Regions from separate parts of the Sus scrofa genome. Here regions 1 and 3 are each linked to region 2. A link is a contact called in public HiChIP or PLAC-seq and promoter capture Hi-C data. All regions are on one chromosome and are shown on one strand. Each heading gives the region's core, a stretch centred on a gene start, on an enhancer-like site or on the middle of the called end of the contact. The rest is flanking DNA. Distances are from core to core; before and after follow the strand shown. Region 1 overlaps GNAQ (G protein subunit alpha q). Region 2 holds the start of GNAQ (G protein subunit alpha q). Region 3 overlaps GNAQ (G protein subunit alpha q).

Region 1 (2,744 bases), core at 205-2,704, 55 kb before region 2:
ACTAACACACGCCGTTCTTTATTCTTTGCCAAACCCTGATCAAGCACTTTGAAGATACTTACTCATGTAAATCTTTCCAGCACGCCTTATGAATCTGGCCAGTACAATCACACCCCAATTTGGAGATGAAGAAACTGAGGCAAAGAGAAGCCACCCAATTTCCCAAAGATCTCAGGGGTTCTGCTCCAGGGCCTGGGCTTTCAATCTGGGTGCCAGGTTGCCTGGCGCTGTGTCTGCTAACAAATTTCCATTTCTCTGCACACCCCAAAACTAGCTAAGAGCAGTCTAATGATAAAATACACATAGGATGGCCCAACCTAAATTACCTGTGATAAGGTTTAATTAATACAAACTGCAAAGCATGGCTAATTTGTGTTGTTCCATTGCCTCCTATGATGATACGTATAAAAATACTCAGGTAAGTGTTCACTGTACTCTTTACATAGCTGCAAATATTCTTGCACAGAGTCTGGAATTATTCAAACTATAAAAATCTAGCCCTCAAATAATAAAGTCAGCTCCTCTGTGTGAAACCTGACTTTGCTGTCTTTGTTATCACTGTGACAACCCTTCTCTGAGTGGCTACGGCCTTGCTGGGATTGCCCTTGGTGCAGCCCGTTTTGTACCGTGTATGCATGTTCATCCTGTTAACCACAACACAAACTCCCTGAGAGCAGGGCACCCCACAGAACCTTGCAAAATACTTTGTATGTGTGTACTTAACATATTTTTGGTGACCAGAGATAAAGTGGAATAATTTTTGTGTGTGGTGAACAAAAAACATTTAAGTCCTATACGTAAATCTTGGATGGACAGCCACATTTAATCATTTTGTCAATTAAGTTTCCATTACTAGCAATTTCTCTTAACTCACCACTCTTACAGAACACTTAACTGGGTGCCAGGAACTGCAACAAGTGCTATATTCAAACAAGTGCTAAACCAATTAAGACACACAACTGTCCTATGACAGTGATCCTATTATATAATCATCCCCGTTTTATAGATGAGGAAAGTGAGGTTTAGAAAAACAAAGCAACTAATCCAAAGTTCCACACTAAGTCAGGGATGGTGCTGGGATTCAAACTCAAGTTCCTGAGACTGGGCTCGTAACTATCTGTCTCTCTAACCATTTCATCCCCTCTCTCCATGTGGCTCCCCACCAGCTTAAGTCAGACCACCACACCATTTTTACCTACAGCTCAGTCCTCCTCAAGATCTCATTTCCTAAACTACACTCTCCTGTACAATGTTATCAGCTTTAAAATGAAGGCAATAGACAGAAGAGTCCTACCAAACTCACACTGCTAGGAGGGTCTTGTCTCGCACATGATTCAGCATATTCCTTTGAAGACCCTTCTGAAAGTGTCCTCTGATCTTGGCTTCAGTGAGAACCAGGCCTTTGTTAAACAACTTTTTAAAGGACACTGCAAACTGTACCTCTGATAAGCCTTCTGGGTGAATAAGCATGTTGCTCAATTTGCACTTCACTGAAATGCTCATGTATGTGTACACCCTGGTTTCATTTACATCCTCCATTTTCGCTTTTTCATCTACTTCTAATTTACAGTATCTTATGTAAAATGAGAGCATCTTTATATTGCTTTGGAGACAAGACAGAATGAAAGCAGAGTGTCCAATAGATGTGTAGCTTGTTTTAAACAATCAAAGCAGAAGGACAATTGGTAGATGGGAGTCAGAGGCCTAACCAGAGGAAAACCCTGGGGGCCCACGGACTTTATTCACCCAACAGGCTTGTTTTTATTGTTTGACTGTGTTGACAGTAGTTTTAATTTTTTTTAATTAGTTGGCGACATTTAAATTCCAAGAGATTTCACATAAATATCCAGAGTCGTTGTTTTCTTGAAAAACTGGAAGGTCTGGAAACCCTAAGCCTGCTCTCCATACATGGCGACGTTTGAAGCTGAACAACAGCTTCAGTGAGCCATGAGATTTTAGAGTTCCCACCCAGATGGTGCCTCCTGTTTAAAACCACCTGTCTCAATCGCCGTGGCATTTGACTTGGCAGCCCTGGACTAAATCAACAGCAAATCAATTCTTGATAGAGAAATCTGCAACTACAATTACTAGGCAGGATTGTCCAGCTGCTGGGGGAACCTCAGAATATATGCTCTTGTATCTTAAAAGATGAGAATTACTTAGAAATCTCGCTAGAAAGAAGCAAAACGGACACTGGAAAAAAGGCAGCTGTTTACACAACCTCCTAAGCCTGGGTGCATCCTTGAGCTACTGGCACTAACTCCCTGCTAGGTTCCTTCCTCAGATGCCATTCCCCACCCAAACCCCACCACTGTACTGCTGTCCCTGGGACCACACAGACTAAGGCTAAAAGCAAAAACAGACAACCAAGTCATCATTCTTCCAGGGCCCCGATCCCAACAAGACCCCCGCCATTCCTTGACTGCCCACCTGGAGGCGCCATGAACACAACAATTCTCCCTTTTCAACGTCAAAACCAAACCACATCCCTTCTTGAAAAACAATGCTGTAGCCATTGTTCAACCCACAGGTATGTGGAGTGTTCAGCAGAGAAGTCCAATTTTCCCCTCGCAGGAAGTTCCTGGAAGGAAGTCGGTGCCCTGAAGTTCAGCCACTCCTCAGACCAGAGAAAACAAAGGCCGTGCAGACATCTATTCTCCAGAATGACTACAGCATCTAGAATAGGAAGCAGGATCCTGAGCCGGCAGGAGCCTTAGTTAGCACAAGTGCTGGGCCTTGCGGGC
Region 2 (2,700 bases), core at 20-2,519:
GTTATGTCGCCCTGATTTGTATGTGAACGTTGATTCTGAACATTCTCTCAGAGATAATAATCAATAAAATTCCTAGACGAGAAATGGTATTTTCTTGCTAACTTAGTGTTAGGACAAAATGATGGGTTATTTTTTAGAAATTAAAGAGAAATTTTTGCTGTTCACTTCCCGTTTTCCTTCTAGCCCAGATTCCAAAGATATTAAAATCCTGTCCGTTTTAAACAAAAGGTTTCTATTTGTTTCCATGGGAGTAATTGAGAGGCTGTACTGGCTTTCAGTAGTAACTACTGTGAATTCAGGCCTACATCTGGGTTGCCTCATTAAACAAAAGATACCCGTCGCTGTCAACAACCACATCGCACAATCTCCTATATCCCCTCATCTTTATCTGAAAAGAATGGTGGAGAAACATTCCTGTCACCATAAAGAAACTCTTCTGGGTCCCTCCTTTTGGTGGTCTGGTGCACTCGTGTGACACATCTGGGCTTGCCTCCCCGCCTCCCCCCGCCCCAATACATAAGCCCCTTTCTTCGAAGAGCCAACCACTGGGCTCCCTCAACATCACTCCTTGGAGAATCCAGCCGCGAGTGTGCCCACCGTTCCACCATTCCCTCTCGACCCCCAAAGCACTGACAATGGCTGCAAACAGGCTACCCCACTGCACGCCATCCCACAACGTGCCCTGGCTCCGCTCGTCACCCTGGGGCCACACACACACAGCTCCCCAACTCCACCACCCCACCGGGCGCCAGGGCCACGACACTGGAAGTTCAATCCTTCAGCCCACCACCCCACCACCGTGCCTCTCCCCGAAGCAATCTGCTAGGTAGCAGATGCACCGCAGATAAACGCGCATCGCGAGTGCACAGCCCTCAGGGATACCAAAAGGCACACGCCAAGGCCCTGGGCAGGGCAGCCCCTACCCTTCTGCGCGCGCGCGCGGGCGTGTGCGCGCCCGCGCGAGTGCGGGAAGTGTCCGGGGGCGCGCCCGGGGAGGGCCGGAGCGAGCCGCAGGCGCCCGGGGGCGGGGGCCGCGGTCCCGGGGCCTGAGGGTGGCGGGCAGGGGGCACAGAGGCCCGGCGGGAGGGCCCGCGGCGGCCAGCCCAGGCAGTACTCACCGAGCAGCAGCAACTTGAGCTCTCGGCGGGCGTCCCGCTTGTCCCTGCGGAGCTGCCGCTCAATCTCGTCGTTGATCCTCCGGGCTTCCTTGGCCTCCTCGCTCAGGCAGCACGCCATGATGGACTCCAGAGTCATTCTTCCAAAGTGCCTCCGCTGCAGCCCCGCCGGCACCCCCTGCTCAACAAGCGCGCACACACACCCTCCCGCCCTCGCTCCCCCGAGGCAGCGGTGGCCGCCGAGCCCCCGCCGCCCGGGCGCGCGTCCTGGACGAGCTCGGGGAACCGCCGCGGGGTCCGCGGCGAGGGCCGGGGCCACCAGGTGGGCCGGGGGTGCGGCGGGAGCGTGCGGCTCGGGCTGCCGGGAGGAGCGAGGCGGGCGCGGGAGGCGGCCGCGGGCGCTGGCTCGGGGGGCGCGCTAGGGAAGGCCGCCGCGCCCGGCCTCGCTCAGACGCCCGCGCCTCCTTCCCCGGGAATGGGCGGCCCGCCTCGCCCCCCGCGCCGCCGCCGCCGCCGCCGAGGCTCCCCTAAGCCGTGCGCCCGGCGGCGAGAGCACATCCACCGGGGCGTCCCCGCAGCGAGCGGCCGCCGACGGCTCCCCACGCCTGGCGCGCCTGCTCCTCACCGCTGCCTGACACGGCTCCCGGGTGCCCTCGGCCCTGCCCGCGCCCACCGCCCGGCTCGCGCGCAAACCCGGCTAGCCGGCCCGCCCGGCCGCCGCGCGCTCCTCCGCCTCCGCCTCCGCCCCCGCCAGACGCCCACCCCCGGCCTCGATTGCCAGGCGCGGAGCTGCTGCTCAGTGCTCGCCCTCCCCCTCGCCACACACACACATTTTCTTCTTCTCTGAACTAGAGCACAGATCCGGGAGGGAGGCGGCGGCGGCGGCGGCAAGAGGAGGAGGAGGGAGGGAGTGGGCGCGGGAGGAGGGGAGCGGGAGGCGGTGCCTCCCGGCCCCTCCTGGAAGGCTTTCCTGGGCTCGCAGCCGACACGGCGCGCCTCCCAGTGCGGCTCTCGCCTCGCTCGCGCCGCTCGGCGGCTGCACCGGGCCCCTCGGACTCTGCGGGCGCCTCCCGCTCCCGCGCCCGGGGTCTGGCCCGCGGGCTCAGCGATCAAGGCAGTCCCTGGCGGGGGGGCGGGGCCGGGTCGCCGAGGCGCAGCCCGGGCCGCCGCCAACCTGCAGCTGCCGGCCGACCGCCCGGGCGTGGTAAAACGGGAATATGGCGGCCTCCGCCCGCCTTCTGCCCACCGGCCCCGGAACGCGGCGGCGGCCCCACCGGGAAGGCGCGGGACTCAGCCCAGCGAGCCCCGTGCACCGGCCGGCGCTGTGAACACCCGGCCGCACTCTGAAGGTGCCCGCGGCGCTCGCGTCCCCCGCCCGCAGATCCGCTTTGCCGGGCGGCTCTTCGCCCAGTTCACTGTTCTCTCCAGTTCCTATTTCTAAAACGCCATTTGGTTAGAAAGTATCTCGCGTCACCTCAGACCCCCAGTTCAATCACAGAAAATAAAATACATTCAATCTTGGAGTGCTACTGGAGGAAAGAAGGAATTGTCACTGGCTCTTGGAGAGGGACGGGGAAGATTAATA
Region 3 (2,700 bases), core at 61-2,560, 34 kb before region 2:
AGCCACCGCCAGATAAATTAAGATTTTAAGGTATTTTTCCTTTGCTTACACACAGAAACTTAATTTCATAATTTTTATATTTCACAAAAAGAATCCTGACTCAAGGCTACACCTTGTTCTGATCTCATTAAATTAACAAATTTGCAGTGTTTTTTTACAATCACTAACTCTTCCTTTCTTCTATGGACCTGAGTCAGACATAGATGAACAGTGGCTGTGTAGAAATAATAACAGCTAACTTTTATTGAGTATTTCCTACTGCTAAGCCCTGTGCAAAATATTTAACACATATATCCTTTACAACCAGTGCTGTGACTATGGTTCATTGCACAGATAAGGCAACTGAGACTCAGAAAGAGAAGATAGTTTTTTACCTTTATCACACAGATAACAAATGTTGAGTCAAGATGTCACAATTGAAACCCAGGCTGGGTGATGCTGGAGCCCCTACCTTTAGCCCCCACACTTCATTCATCCTAAAACACAGCTTAGGAGCTGTCTCATCAAAGAAGGTGATAGGAAGACAGAGGGAACCTCCTTGGGCCTCCTCAAGGCCTCCAGATTATGTAGTCACTCTTTTCTGTAAAACGTAAATCAAAAGGGCTTAAGCTCATCTCCCACATTCAGCTAGCACGCCCACCTCAGCCTTTCACACCTCCAAGGATTCTTGAGGGTTTAGTTGCTCTCTCCCCAGCAGGGCTTGGAGTCTTAGGTTACCAGGTCACAGAGCTCAGACCTGGATCCCCCTCCTGTGATCAAGCTCTGCGCCCAATCCCCTGTACAAGGAAGGCCTTGAGCAGGAGGCTGCTCTGCCAAATCAATAATGCCTGACCTGACGGAGGAGGCTACAACTCAAGGCTGGAACTGGCCTACATCCTCACTGGAGACACAGATTCACACTGCATTCGGGCCATGCCATTAATCACTGGCACCCTGAGAGCAAGGGCCGTCCCTATGCACTACCGCTCTTATCCCAAAGGCCATCTCCAGAGGAGAGTTTGAAGAGGCTAGCATAAGTGAACACTGAAACACTGATAAATAAGGCTAGTGACTTCCTTAGAAAGAGGATGGCCCGTAGCAGGTAACTTACGCCAACCAAGGAACTAGCTAAAGGGAAGGACTTGCTGCATTTCCTTCACTCAAGCACTAACAAGAGCCACAGAATCAACGAATCAATCTCAATCAATCTCCCTCCCTCCCTCCTACTCAGAGGCCAGGGTCCAGAAGCAGAGCCCCAACCGCCCCTCCTCCCCCCACCAGGCCTGTGTAAGAGCTGGTGGCCGTTTACTAAGCAGGAAGGGCAGGGTCAGGCCGCCGGCTTCCTGTTGCAGGCAGCCCCAGGCGTTCCCACTGATACTGAGAATGCACTCAGTTCACAGCAGGAGCAGAAGCAGAGGAAAAAAACCACACTGGCATCTCTCTTGCTGTCTTCTCTTCTCCTCAGCTTTTTAAAAATATTTTACACGGTATCTACTTTTAACAGACTTGAAGTTAGAACATGGTGTCTATGAAATACCCTAAACATGAACTGCATAAACCATCACCTCATGATGACTATCATTCGGTGACATTAGTAAATCTATGCTCCAGTTCCTATCTGTGACAAAGTGGCAATATCCCTGTTCTCCACATTCCCTTTTACTTTCTGCAGCTGGACTGTCATTGAAAGCAGTTCCCTGTCACGTAAGCCAAGAAGTACTGGATGTGACTCTGACTTTGGAGGAAACACACATGCACTACAACCTCTATGGGAATGCCTTCAATTTCTCTGATGAACATAGAGTAGAAATTATCTCCTGGTGTATCAACATGTACAAACAAAAAGAATACACCATGTAAAATAAACCAAAAGAGTGATGAAGTTCAACGTAAAATAAACCAAAAGAGTGATGAAGTTCATGAAACCATTACTTATTAAAATTATCAGTATTCGGAGTTCCCGTCGTGGCGCAGTGGTTAACGAATCCGACTAGGAACCATGAGGTTGCGGGTTCGGTCCTGCCTTGCTCAGTGGGTTAACGATCCGGCGTTGCCGTGAGCTGTGGTGTAGGTTGCAGACGCGGCTCGGATCCCGCGTTGCTGTGGCTCTGGCGTAGGCGGTGGCTACAGCTCGATTCAACCCTAGCTGGAACTCCATATGCCGCGGAGCGGCCAAGAAATAGCAACAACAACAACAACAACAAAAAGACAAAAAAAAAAAAAAAAAAAAAAAAAAAAAAAAAATTATCAGTATTCCTTTGTACTGTATGATACCAAAAACAAACCTGTTTACTAGCTGTACTTAAGAAGCACTGCAATAAGACCTGAAGAAAAAGATGGATTTGTAATACAGGGCCATCAACATCAACATCTGTAGAGTACCCATGGACGTTCAGAATTATTCCTCTCCTCAAATGCAAAGGGAATCAGCAAGCAAGTTATTTTAGCTTACAATATTCAATTCTAATCACCTAACATAAGAATTTACTCCATCTGGGAAGTCATGGCCAGCCTGGATGGCTAGGAAGGATCTGAAATAGAAAGCAAATTTTTCTGATTTAAATACTTCCCCTCCCGTCTGTTAAACAGTCCCTTAAGCTTGACAGACAAATGTTTCTGCATTTTTCTAAACCCAAATGCAGTATTTCAACAGCTGATAGGGAAATTCATTCACCCAGAAGAGTCTGCTGTCACAGAAACCATTCTCCAATCGTGGAAAGA

The links. Promoter capture Hi-C pulls out the DNA fragments that hold promoters and counts their contacts. HiChIP or PLAC-seq counts read pairs in DNA pulled down with a chosen protein or histone mark.
Region 1: a promoter capture Hi-C map of liver shows a contact between it and region 2, with 12 times the contacts expected there. The contact joins the enhancer-like site here to the promoter of GNAQ in region 2. A contact is called at or near these places in 3 of 5 promoter capture datasets (fetal liver and liver), 32 of 47 Hi-C or Micro-C datasets (adipocytes, alveolar macrophages, blood and 13 more) and 2 of 2 datasets of contacts at active chromatin or transcription factors (alveolar macrophages and skeletal muscle).
Region 3: a contact with region 2 is called in an H3K27ac HiChIP or PLAC-seq map of skeletal muscle. The contact joins the enhancer-like site here to the promoter of GNAQ in region 2. A contact is called at or near these places in 1 of 5 promoter capture datasets (liver), 9 of 47 Hi-C or Micro-C datasets (alveolar macrophages, blood, embryonic fibroblasts and 3 more) and 2 of 2 datasets of contacts at active chromatin or transcription factors (alveolar macrophages and skeletal muscle).

What each region holds. Positions count from the first base shown.
Region 1 is chr1:230,850,872-230,853,615 of Sscrofa11.1, forward strand. The region is part of intron 1 of GNAQ (G protein subunit alpha q); the gene reads right to left. Among named protein-coding and RNA genes, the nearest start is that of GNAQ, 55 kb to the right of the region's middle. Within about 2 kb of position 1,455, at least 16 of the 83 cell types and tissues checked have an H3K27ac peak or open chromatin away from gene starts, as enhancers often do. A contact at or near this core is called in alveolar macrophages, fetal liver and liver, where this site is marked.
Region 2 is chr1:230,905,719-230,908,418 of Sscrofa11.1, forward strand. It overlaps GNAQ (G protein subunit alpha q), which reads right to left and starts at 1,270. Exons shown (of 7, transcript NM_001038623.1): 1 at 1,119-1,270. The coding sequence starts at 1,254.
Region 3 is chr1:230,871,256-230,873,955 of Sscrofa11.1, forward strand. The region is part of intron 1 of GNAQ (G protein subunit alpha q); the gene reads right to left. Among named protein-coding and RNA genes, the nearest start is that of GNAQ, 34 kb to the right of the region's middle. Within about 2 kb of position 1,311, at least 49 of the 83 cell types and tissues checked have an H3K27ac peak or open chromatin away from gene starts, as enhancers often do. A contact at or near this core is called in alveolar macrophages, liver, retroperitoneal adipose tissue and 1 more, where this site is marked.